Linked DNA regions of Mus musculus: all the other regions are linked to region 2. The links are chromatin contacts, called in public Hi-C and HiChIP or PLAC-seq maps. All regions are on one chromosome and are shown on one strand. Each heading gives the region's core, a stretch centred on a gene start, on an enhancer-like site or on the middle of the called end of the contact. The rest is flanking DNA. Distances are from core to core; before and after follow the strand shown.

Region 1 (4,029 bases), core at 172-2,671, 680 kb before region 2:
GGATTTTGTGTCCATCACAAGAGTTAAGAGCAACAAATAAAGAGTTGTCATGCCTGACCAAACTCTGAAGGCTTTGGAACTTCACTCACTGGATATTTCCAGGGATGGGAATCAGTTGACAAAGACTTGTGGTCACTTCCTATGAATGATGTCTTTTCCAGGAAGTGGTATACCCATTACCGTCTATAGTATTATGTGTTAATCATTTCGTGTCTCTCTCAGGTATTCAAATCATCAGCCTGAACAGTGATGGCTAGATGGCTGTGATTGCTCTCCAAAACTCCTGTCCCATTTCCCCAGTCATCACTAATATACAGAGACAGAGACAGAGAGAGAGAGACAGAGAGAGAGAGACAGACAGAGACAGAGAGACAGAGAGACAGAGAGGCAGAGAGACAGAGAGAGGCAGAGAGACAGAGACAGACAGAGACAGAGACAGAGACAGGCACAGGCACAGGCACAGGCACAGGCAGGCACAGGCACAGGCACAGGCACAGGCACAGGCAGGCACAGGCACAGGCACAGGCACAGGCACAGGCACAGGCACAGGCACAGGCACAGACACAGACACAGACACAGACACAGACACAGACACAGACACAGAGACACAGACACAGACACAGACACAGACACAGGCACAGGCACAGACACACACTCAGACACAGACTCGGGAACAGACAGAGAGACAGAGTAGGGATTCAAGCTTTTAACTTGAGACAAGATTTCTTTTTTCCTCACAAACAACCAACTCTTTTTTTATATATCTCATTTCCCCCTTTTTTATTAGCTATTTTCTTTATTTACAATTCAAATGCTATCCCAAAAGTTCCCTATACCCTCCCCCTGTCCTGCTCCCCTACCCACCCACTCTCACATTTAACAACCAATTCTTACCATCATATAATATAGCAAAAAAAAATCTTTCAAGAAATAGTCATGTTCCAGGTGAGCCAATGTTCTTCACAGGTCTGAAAGAACACATCCTGATGGGAAATGACTGTGTGTTGTGTTCTTTTGAAAGGCTTATTGACAAAAACAGATGGTGCAGGTGTCTGCCTGCAGTTGTAATTGTAGTGACCTTCCTGTAACTAAAACAAACACCCAAACACCATCTCATCTCATCTCCTGGCTGCCATTAAAAGTCTTACTTTTTTTGTCCTGGAAACAAACATTTTTAAAATTTTAATAGAAAAGAAGGAATCAAGAACATATAAAAGAAGGAAACACGCACTCAGGTAGAGAGAGAGAGACAGAGAGAGGGAGAGAAAGGGAGAGAGAGACAGACAGCCATCAAATAAATAAACAGCACAAAGGCTCCTGTGGTTGTCAGGCTCAGATACTGAAGATCAGACTTAAGCAACACATGTCTGGCTGCTGAGACAGAGGGACTGGAATAAATCCAGCAAGGACACATCTGGGAGTGCCAGTGTGTGAATGCAGTTTAGCTGGCCTCCCACACAACAGGAATTCCACCAGAAGTATGTGCTCTGGGTGGAAGAGAGCAAAAATGTGTTCAGAATATCACTAAGGAGACCCAGATGCATTATCTCGGCCAGAGTGCAGAAGACAGTGCAGAGAGTGAATGGTTCCCAGACTAAAGCAGACAGTGTGCTTTATTGACATTGGTGGAGCTGGGCATCGGAAAGAAGGGACGAGAAATACTCAGTATACTGAGAAGGATGAGACGCTTGAAAGCATCAGGACATATTTCCGGAGCTTTCAAAACCAATAATGTCTGTGGCATTTTGCAGGCAAAGAATGATCAAATTAAAGGCATTTTAATCTTCCTGCTCCAGGTTTTGGCTGTCATAAGTTCACCTTTAAAATATCAAGGCAGTTGCTCCTCCTGAGTTTGCTTCTCTATAACAGGTTGTTTTTATAACCAACATACAATTTTCAGAATGAGTTTTGGTGCAAGAAATATATTTGATCTTACAGTTACAAAAGTGTTTTTGGCTTCCAGACTCACTTTGAAAGAAGACACATGTGTGGGCTATCATGTGTGTTTATTTGCAGAGCTTTGATCTTTTAAAATGTGTCTTCAGTAGCTTAGTTCTGCTTAAATACTCCTAAATTTTACCATTATAAATAAATAAATATACATACATTTATATTTGTGTTTTATCATTTTTTAATTCACAGTTTAAATAAAAATATATCTTTCCATTAATACAGAAAAATAGTTGTAGATATGAACATACATTTCAAATAGTCATCCTCCCACAAATTACATGTCTAGTCAAAGGGGACTTAACAAATCCAGCAAAACGCTTTTCTGAACTGTGTCAATTCTGTTTACCTGAGACATTTTAGTAGTTCATTCTCTCAGTTGGATGCATATTAACATGTATAAGCTAGCTGTGACATCATATATCAATTTAAATTTTTATAGTGTATAGCTTTATTTTTTATTAGATATTTTCTTTGTTTACATTTCAAATTTTATCCCCCTTTCTAGTTATCCCCTCAAAAAAAATCCCCATACCCTCCCCCTCCCCCTGCTCCCCAACCCATCCACTCCCACTTCCTGGCCCAGGTATTCCCCTATACTGGGGCATAGAACCTTCACAGGACCAAGGGCCTTTCCTCCCTTTGATGACCAACTAGGCCATCCTCTGCTACATATGCAGCTAGAGACACGAGTCCCACCATGTGATTTCTTTGGTGGTTTAGTCCCAGGGAGCTCTGGGGTTAGTGGTTAGTTCATATTGTTGTTCCACCTATGGGGTTGCAAATCCCTTCAGCTCCTTGGGTACTTTCTCTAGCTCCTTCATTGGGGACCCTGTGCGCCGTCCAATAGCTGACTGTGAGCGTTCACTTCTTTATTTGCCAGGCACTGGCATAGACTTACACGAGACAGCTATATCAGGCTCCTGTCAGCAAAAACTTGTTGGCATATGCAATAGTGTCTGGGTTTGGTGGTTGTTTATGGGATGGATCCCCAACTGGGACAGTCTCTAGATGGCCATTCCTTCCGTTTCTGCTCTGAACTTTGTCTCTGTAACTCCTTCCATGGGTATTTTATTCCCCCTTTTAAGAAGGACTGAAGTATCCATACTTTGGTTTTCCTTCTTCTTGAGTTTCATGTGTTTTGCAAATTGTATCTTGGATAGTCTGCATTTCTAGGCTAATATTCACTTATCAGTGAGTGCATATCATGTGTGTTCTTCTGTGATTGGGTTACCTCACTCAGGATTATATCCTCCAGATCCATCCATTTTATATAAATTCATTGTTTTTAATAGCTGCGTGGTACTCCATTGTATAAATGTACCACATTTTCTGTATCCATTCCTCTGTTGAAGGACATCTAGGTTCTTTCCAGCTTCTGGCTATTATAAATAAGGCTGCTATGAACAAAGTGGAGCATGTGTTCTTATTACATGTTGGAGCATCTTCTGAGTATATGCCCAGGAGAGGAATTGATGGATCTTCTGATAGTACTAGTCCAATTTTCTGAGAATCTGCCAAGCTTATTTCCAAAGTGGTTGTACCAGCTTAAAATCCCACCAGCAATGGAGGAGTGTTCCTCTTTCTCCACATCCTTGCCATCATTTGCTGTCACCTGAGTTTTTGATCTTAGCCATTCTGACTGGTGTGAGGTGGAATCTCAGGTTTGTTTGCATTTCCCTGATGATTCAGGATGTTGAACATTTTTTAGGTGCTTCTTAGCCATTTGGTGTGTTTTATCATTTTAAAACTTCAGTAATATCTTTTATCAGATAATCCACTGTGAAGAGGTTATAGAGGTGACAATTGGCCATGAGAACTTTTCCATTTTATTCTCAAGGTGTGTGGCCTTAGCATCTTGTCTGTTAGAATTAGCCTAACTTGCATCTTTCTATATACATACCATAGTGTTTCCCATTGTGGTCACACACACTAATCCTTTTCTTCTCTGCTGGCTACAAGGTTACAAGTTTAATTGCAATACTAACATCATTAATTGATGGTAATGGTATCAATAATTTTTAGAGTTATCCACCTGGAAGAGCAAGTTGTTTATTTAACAACCTAACAGCAAAATGA
Region 2 (3,928 bases), core at 1,347-3,846:
TAGTATAGTATAGTATAGTATAGTATAGTAGGAAAAAGACTTATTTTCAATTAAATAAATAGTGATAAAAGTATTCCATGAGAAAGTGATTGGCTTCTGAATAACATGGGTGTTTGATTTCTTCTCTTCCTATTACTACTTCTTTATGATTTCACAGACTAATTCTGTGCCAGATCCTCTGTGTTTTGATTCTTTTTAATGAATCATAACAGTTTTGTCATAGGCTTACTGTAAGAGTGAATGGAAGCCATGCTATTAATTCCCAAGGATAATGCCCCACCCATGATTGATGAGGACATCCATGGAACACATTGTAAGGTGTACTTGAGAGTTTCAGTCAAATCCACTAAGCTAACAGCACACCCTCAGTATGTTCACATTGAGCCCGGTAATGGGAGGTAGACGCTAGATCTGAACTGATCTGTTTCATTTGTTCCAGTTACCACACCACTTCTTGGCAAAAAGTAAATACTGAGAACCTCCCACATTAAATGACTCGACACTGAAATAGCAGAGACGAAGATCAGAGATGGGCTGAGGCTGCCAAATGCAACTAGTTAATACACAATGCATATCTAACTGAAACTGGGTAAGAGAGAACTAGTTAATAAATGGCACATGATAATCCTAAAACAAAAATATTATCCAGCTGAAATCAAACACGGAGCATTTGAACTTTAGGCTGGCAGTCCACCATTGGATGGGAATCTTCTGACTCAGAGCCCAGTGCAAGATCACTGTGCTCTCGTGGATAAGAGACATGAGAAAGACGGAAGCTAGGCAGAGTTGAGGGATTTGGGCAGAGGGAAAGCAGGTGTGGATGGATGTGGATGAATGTGGTCAAGCATCCTGTGTTGGGGCTCAGAATTGCTGAGTTGTTTGCAGAAAGGAGATGGAAATAAGACATCCACTCACCAGGTGGAAAAAGATGTGCCTGGGTGGGAAGCAGCATTTGACACACTTCAAAGAATATACGACTGATTGCTAACTCCTTGTCTAGTTGGCAGCTTGCCTGCCATTCTTGCTGGAGTCACAAAGCACAGAGCTCTCAAAGGAGCCTGAATCGTCCATCATCTTGGCTTTTGGTGCATTCCTGAGCCTATCTTATAAAAAGTACATGATTCTCCATATGTCTGCATTGTCCATCACATGATTATTCTAAATTATTTATGGGTATTTTGGGTTGTGCATGGGGTTTTAATTTTTTTAATGAGTCATAACAGTTTTGTCACAGGATTAGTCTAAGAGTGAATGGAACCCATGCTATTAATTTCCAAGGGTAATGACATATCCATGATTGATGAGAACATACAAAGAACACGTTGTAAGGTACGCCTGAGAGTTTCAGTCAAATTATTATCTAAGATTGTTTTTCCTTCCCTGTTTAAGTCTCTTTGCTTCATGGGGAGTATCAAGTAGAGACATTTCCAGAGATGGGGAAAGGCTTCAGCTGGAAATGTGCCTGTCACATCACACAGATATGAGGGCATTCGTACAGATACCCCAGCACCCATATGAAAGATTGGGCATGGTGCCATGTTTCAGTAATGACGGTGTTAGAGTGCAGCAGACACAGGACAATTGCTGGAGCTAGCTGACCACTCAGTCCAGCTGAGGCAGTGAGATTCAGGGTCAGTTAGAGACCTCAAGGCAAAGAACACTCGGGGAATATATCTACTGCCAACCTTTGGCTCTACACTTAATGCTCACACCCTTGCAAACACACACACACACACACACACACACACACACACACACACACACACAGTAGAAGTGGTGAGAGAGAGAAGAGAGCAGGAAAGGGGAGGGAGAAAATGTTTGTACTTAGAGTAGCTTCAGAGTTTGTGCCTTGCCTTATCCCAATGAGGATCAATGATGAGCCACATCAAAAATCCCTTTGTTCCTCTTCAATGGCAGGCTATTTGTATTAAATCCAAGCAAGAGCAATAGCACGCCCAGCACAACCCCTTTGCATAATCTTATATAGGATTAACAGGGTTAAACCTAGAACACCAGGGATGACTTTGCCCTTGAGACACACCTGTGAGTGAAACTGCCAAGCTGCCAGGGCAATCATTGTAAAACAGGGTTACACTTGAGCTATAGAGTTAACTGACAAGTTGGTGCAGAAGCAGTCGAAACTTCGCTCTTGCCAGGAAAGAGATCTGCAGAAACTATGAATAGAAGAGAAAAAAAAAAAAAGTTCAAGGTAAATGGAGCTGTTCGGCCTGAAGAAAGGCTGATTGTTTTTGCAAAAAAAAATTTCCCCACAGACTTGGCAGCAATTAACAGAGAAGTGATAACCAAGGTAAGAGAATGGAGATTTCAGATGAATATGTAAAAGACTAAAGTCATGTTTAATGCAAAGAAGTAAGCAAACAGTAGAAATAATTAAAAGCTGTTAAGGCATATGTCTGTTGGCTGACACATATGTTATTAGACTACAAGACTATATGGCCAGTTGCTTCTAAGAATTTGTCTTTGCCACAAACCATTCCAATGAGTAATAATGTACAATAACATTTGGTATCCATGAGGCACTGTCCATCCAGTCCGTCAGAGTTTCCATCCTCGGTGTTGCTCTTCAGCAGCCGGCTAGGTTATGACATCAACTGTGGAAGCAATTCGCCTCTGCCTTTTCCAAAGCAGCTGCCTTTGGTTACCTGTTTCAGCCAGCTATTAATTGTCTGCAGATGGAGGTTGTGACACAGGGGTGGCCCCTTTCTGCCAGTCATCGAGCTCAACATCTGGATCGCACCCCACCAACTCTTCTTTAATATTGGCCATTAAGGGATAAAGAGAGAAATGGCTGCTGGCTTTGTTTATTTATTTTAATCTCCGATTCAGTTCCTTCCACTTCTCTCCTTCCTCCTTCCTCATTCTCTTTCTCTTCCTCTTTCTGTTTCCTACTTACTCTGCTGATCCTCTTCCTCCTTCTTTTCTCCTTTCCACCCTTTCCTCCTTTGTCCCCTCCTCCTCTTCTTTCTCATTCTCTCTTTCTTTTCTTTTCCCTCCGATATTTTTCCCTCCTGTCTTCCTTCTCCCTAGACAATCACAGGCTGTGTTATCAGATTAACTTCCAACTACCTGGAATGCCAAAGTAGAAAATAGAAAACCTCAGAGTAACAGCCAACCATAAAGTAAGGTCTGGTTGATCACTGCAAGATTGGTATGAGTGTCTGTTACAGTCCTGCAGTTCTCTGGACTCCTGACATGTGGTTTCCATAAGGTCAAGGAGATTCCATGAGCCTCTGTCATCACTCCTATTCCACCATTTGGGAGGAGGGAGGGCAAGGAGAGGGTGTCTCTTCCATTTAAGGAAGTTTTTTGGAAGCTGTAATTTTACTCCTACCCACCCAGTAGGTGGGACTTAGTCATCTGTGTAAACCTGGCTATAGGGAACTGGTGAATGTGCTCTTTATCGGGGTAGCTATGCAGCTTCTTACAAACCAGAGGCTTCCTTACTGCGAAGCAGAAAGACAAATATTGCAGAACTTCTGGTTACACCTACAATGTGGCCTTCAAAGGTCCCAAAATAAATATAGTATGGATGTTTGTTAACTTAGACAATTGACTAGCTCGAACTTACAATAATTCCTATTGTAAAGTGGTCCCTGAGTTCCCACCAGAAAGGACAGACAAACACCAATTTTAGATAATTTATTCATGATATGCTGTAATCCTTCACAAATGCACTTTGTTTCAAGAAGCTCTTGATGTACTTTGTTAGTACTAAGAAGTTATATGAATTTAATCACTAATTTACATTTTCAAAGTACCTGTCCCATAAGATCATTTAATTCAATATATTATTTTATAATATATTTTATGAAATAATTATTGATTTCTAATAGTTATCAATAGCACCATTGTTCACAGATATGCTGATATCAACCAGTTCTGCAATTGTCAATTGTTTCCTAAGGTC
Region 3 (3,940 bases), core at 129-2,628, 580 kb before region 2:
GGAATATTTGCTTCTAAAATCATTGAAGAGGAACTTGAAATACATTGCTGTTTTTCTTTAAAGTGTTTTTCACTTCCTCAAAAAATTAAGAATTATAATAGAATCTGTTTTAGAACATAGAAAGAGGGCTTAGAGAAGTTATGCCATATTCTTGAAATCACAGGAGAAATAGCAGAGCTAGAAATCAAGATCATGATCTACAGGTTTGCAATGCCCTTGACAGTGAGTACTATATTCAATAGCTTTCACATAGTACTGAGAGGTAAATCTCAAGTAGACCATCAGCATCCAAACCCTGGAGATGAAGTGACTCAACTATGTACAAGATAAACTAACAAGAACATTAGATGTCACATCTGGAGGAAGGTTTTCTCTTACATTCTCTCTGCTGTTCTAATCAGAACAAGGACACAGGAAATAAGTGTTATTTTTATCCCAGTGAGAAATATGAGGATCCTAAGCCCCTCTGAAAATATAGTTTGCTTTCACCAAGGTTCATTCTGTCTTTATAAGTTGCAACTTCACCCTAATTCTCAGATTACAATCTGTGGTCAGGACACAGTGAAACTTAGATCCTAACACATGAGATGTTCTACCCAGTATATCCAGTGTAGCAGGCTATATGTTGTGGAAAACAGCATCCTGAATCTTCATATATCAGACTCATTTCACTAATGAGATGTCTGGAAAAATTATAAGTGATACAATTTCTGGGGAAGAAACAGAAAGCTTTGGGAAAGCCCAGGCTCTTTTCCTAGAAGGCCACTCATGTTAGGGTTTCCTCGCTTCCCGTGAAAGGAGATCTCAGAATTGGCTTGTGTTCTGAGCCACAGTGCAAGAGATGATGCCACGGTGGAGACTCAAAGAATTTTAAGAAGTCATGGACCAATAGAAAGTACCTTCAAGCCTTTGGAGTAAGATAAGAGTAGAATATATTTCTAAAAATTCAATTTCTAGTTAATATTTAAATTGGAATAGAAACATATTTTAGCAATAATAATCACAACAAAGCAAAATAAAATAGGAGTCCTATAGGATAATGCAGAAATACAGAGAGAAGTGGGCATTGTTCAGATGTCCTTCTCTAGGCACAGAAGGATGGCATAAAAGGAACGCCTCCATTTTGGTTTGGCTTTACTTCACTTTTCCTCTTTCCCCCAGATGCAATAGTGCTTTCAGTACCGATTCCCACAGTCTTGGGAATTAAAGAAGGCACTCATTGAAATTGTTATTCAGAGACTAATTGTAAATAAAGCTTTTATTTCCATCTCAATGCATGTCAGGACCTGTTGAGCTTAGACTTGGACTTAGTCATTAACACACTCAACTCTGCAACTGACTGAGTCAACACCACACCCTAGCACTCTTCCAGTTTCTGGAATGAAAAGAAGAAGTAAAAGGTTTCCCTGAATAACTTTCCTTGAGTAAAGCCTTTCCTTTAGTAAAAGTCCGGTCACACTTGTAAAAGCTCTGCCTCACCCGCTAAGACACTAAAATGTGATGTGCCAGCCAGACCCAAGTCACCCCTTGCCAAGGACCTTTGACTGAATTACAGCCATGGGACATTTGTCACTTTGCTGAGATCTTGCTACACACAAGACAGATTCTTATCATTTTTTCTTCTGAGTATGCCCAGTAAAACTTGAAATTTCTCTCTGTGAATATTCAGAAATGATATGTATTTAGGAGCCTGCAAAACAAGTTACAAAGCACGTTATGAAGCAAGCTAGACCAGTCTGGTTTAGTGGCTTGCCCAAGTCAAGGAACATAAAATAGCTTAAAATCAAGCTGTGAAAAATACCACAGAACAAGCACTGGAATTAAAAACAAATTTGTTTATGAGATAGCTATGTTTTGCTGCCTAGTGAGTGCTTACAACATTCTTTAGGCGAGACTCTGCTAGCCCTGCAATGAGTTATCAAGGAATCAATCCTCTGTTTCTTTTACTAGACTTTTTTCTTCCAGAGCTGATAGACATACCTGTGTGCAAGCCCACGAAAAATGCTGGTAACGATCCCCAATGTTCACGTTTCCATGTTGAGAACCTGACCACTTAGGAATATATTTGAAAAATGACAAAAGTCCCAAAGGACCACATCAGATGTGCCTCAGAACAAATGCCTGTTCCACAGCTACCAGTAGTCAATCTATTTAATAATCATCTAATCATCAAATTAACAGCAGCTTCTACTTGTTGAACCCTCAACATAATTTAGCATTACCTGTACTCTATTGTTTTTTTTGTTTTTTTTTTTAATTTTTTTTAATTAGGTATTTAGCTCATTTACATTTCCAATGCTATACCAAAAGTCCCCCATATCCACCCACCCCCACTCCCCTGCCCACCCACTCCCCCTTTTTGGCCCTGGTGTTCCCCTGTACTGGGGCATATAAAGTTTGCAAGTCCAATGGGCCTCTCTTTCCAGTGATGGCCGACTAGGCCATCTTTTGATATATATGCAGCTAGAGTCAAGAGCTCCGGGGTACTGGTTAGTTCATAATGTTGTTCCACCTATAGGGTTGCAGATCCCTTTAGCTCCTTGGCTACTTTCTCTAGCTCCTCCATTGGGAGCCCTATGATCCATCCATTTGCTGACTGTGAGCATCCACTTCTGTGTTTGCTAGGCCCCGGCATAGTCTCACAAGAGACAGCTACATCTGGGTCCTTTCAATAAAATCTTGCTAGTGTATGCAATGGTGTCAGCGTTTGGATGCTGATTATGGGGTGGATCCCTGGATATGGCAGTCTCTAGATGGTCCATCCTTTCATCTCAGCTCCAAACTTTGTCTCTGTAACTCCTTCCATGGGTGTTTTGTTCCCAAATCTAAGGAGGGGCATAATGTCCACACTTCAGTCTTCATTCTTCTTGAGTTTCATGTGTTTAGCAAATTATATCTTATATCTTGGGTATCCTAGGTTTGGGGCTAATATCCACTTATCAGTGAGTACATATTGTGTGAGTTTCTTTGTGAATGTGTTACCTCACTCAGGATGATGCCCTCCAGGTCCATTCATTTGGCTAGGAATTTCATAAATTCATTCTTTTTAATAGCTGAGTAGTACTCCATTGTGTAGATGTACCACATTTTCTGTATCCATTCCTCTGTTGAGGGGCATCTAGGTTCTTTCCAGCTTCTGGCTATTATAAATAAGGCTGCTATGAACATAGTGGAGCATGTGTCCTTCTTACCAGTTGGGGCATCTTCTGGATATATGCCCAGGAGAGGTATTGCTGGATCCTCCGGTAGTACTATGTCCAATTTTCTGAGGAACCGCCAGACTGATTTCCAGAGTGGTTGCCTGTACTCTATTGTTTCAGTGTTATAACTAACTCTTCAATACGGGTACTTTCAACTCTGTACAGGTTAGATTTCTGAACATATCTTTTAAATCCTCTACCCCTGGTCAAGCAGAGCATGGCAAGAGTGGGAGAAAATAGAATTCTTTGATACTGAGAACCTTCACCTTCAGCACATGCCTCTCTCCTTCCCATTGTGTTTGCTCTGTGCTAAAAAGGAATGCATGGGGTATAAAGATGCAGAATTGTCAAGCAATTCCCTGTTTCATTTCTTAATCAAATACTTATTCTACCTGACTTTGGTGGGTGGATTGGAATCCTCACATTTGTTTCCTGAGGCTTGAGAGGATCGTGAACTAGGGAATAACTCCAGAATCTTAACGTGGATCAGTCATTTCCATTGATGCATAGACTCAATTGCAGAAAAGTAGAATCTTAAATGAAGAAGAATTCTGTGATCCTGGCTTGACAGCACATCATGGGTTTGTAATGTGGTTGCAGAATCTGTGATAGAGGAAGCATAACGTTGCTTACGTGCACCTCTGAGGACTAGAAAGTCATAAAAGAAATCGGCATCATAAGCCCCATAAGCTGTCACATTCAAGGCTGGACTCTCAGCAACTTATTTATAACAACCACTC

Evidence for each region. Hi-C and Micro-C count contacts between places; a contact is called where the count stands out from the background. HiChIP or PLAC-seq counts read pairs in DNA pulled down with a chosen protein or histone mark.
Region 1: a contact with region 2 is called in an H3K27ac HiChIP or PLAC-seq map of embryonic fibroblasts, with 3 times the contacts expected there. The contact joins two enhancer-like sites. A contact is called at or near these places in 1 of 484 Hi-C or Micro-C datasets (nephron progenitors) and 1 of 115 datasets of contacts at active chromatin or transcription factors (embryonic fibroblasts).
Region 3: a Hi-C map of epidermal suprabasal cells shows a contact between it and region 2, with 4 times the contacts expected there. The contact joins two enhancer-like sites. A contact is called at or near these places in 2 of 484 Hi-C or Micro-C datasets (epidermal suprabasal cells and uterus).

Annotation. Positions count from the first base shown.
Region 1 is chr13:5,346,685-5,350,713 of GRCm38.p6, forward strand. No RefSeq gene overlaps it. Among named protein-coding and RNA genes, the nearest start is that of Gm40659, 90 kb to the left of the region's middle. Within about 2 kb of position 1,422, at least 80 of the 459 cell types and tissues checked have an H3K27ac peak or open chromatin away from gene starts, as enhancers often do. A contact at or near this core is called in embryonic fibroblasts, where this site is marked.
Region 2 is chr13:6,027,030-6,030,957 of GRCm38.p6, forward strand. No RefSeq gene overlaps it. Among named protein-coding and RNA genes, the nearest start is that of Gm46401, 110 kb to the left of the region's middle. Within about 2 kb of position 2,597, at least 67 of the 459 cell types and tissues checked have an H3K27ac peak or open chromatin away from gene starts, as enhancers often do. A contact at or near this core is called in embryonic fibroblasts and epidermal suprabasal cells, where this site is marked.
Region 3 is chr13:5,443,668-5,447,607 of GRCm38.p6, forward strand. No RefSeq gene overlaps it. Among named protein-coding and RNA genes, the nearest start is that of Gm40660, 9.6 kb to the right of the region's middle. Within about 2 kb of position 1,379, at least 40 of the 459 cell types and tissues checked have an H3K27ac peak or open chromatin away from gene starts, as enhancers often do. A contact at or near this core is called in epidermal suprabasal cells, where this site is marked.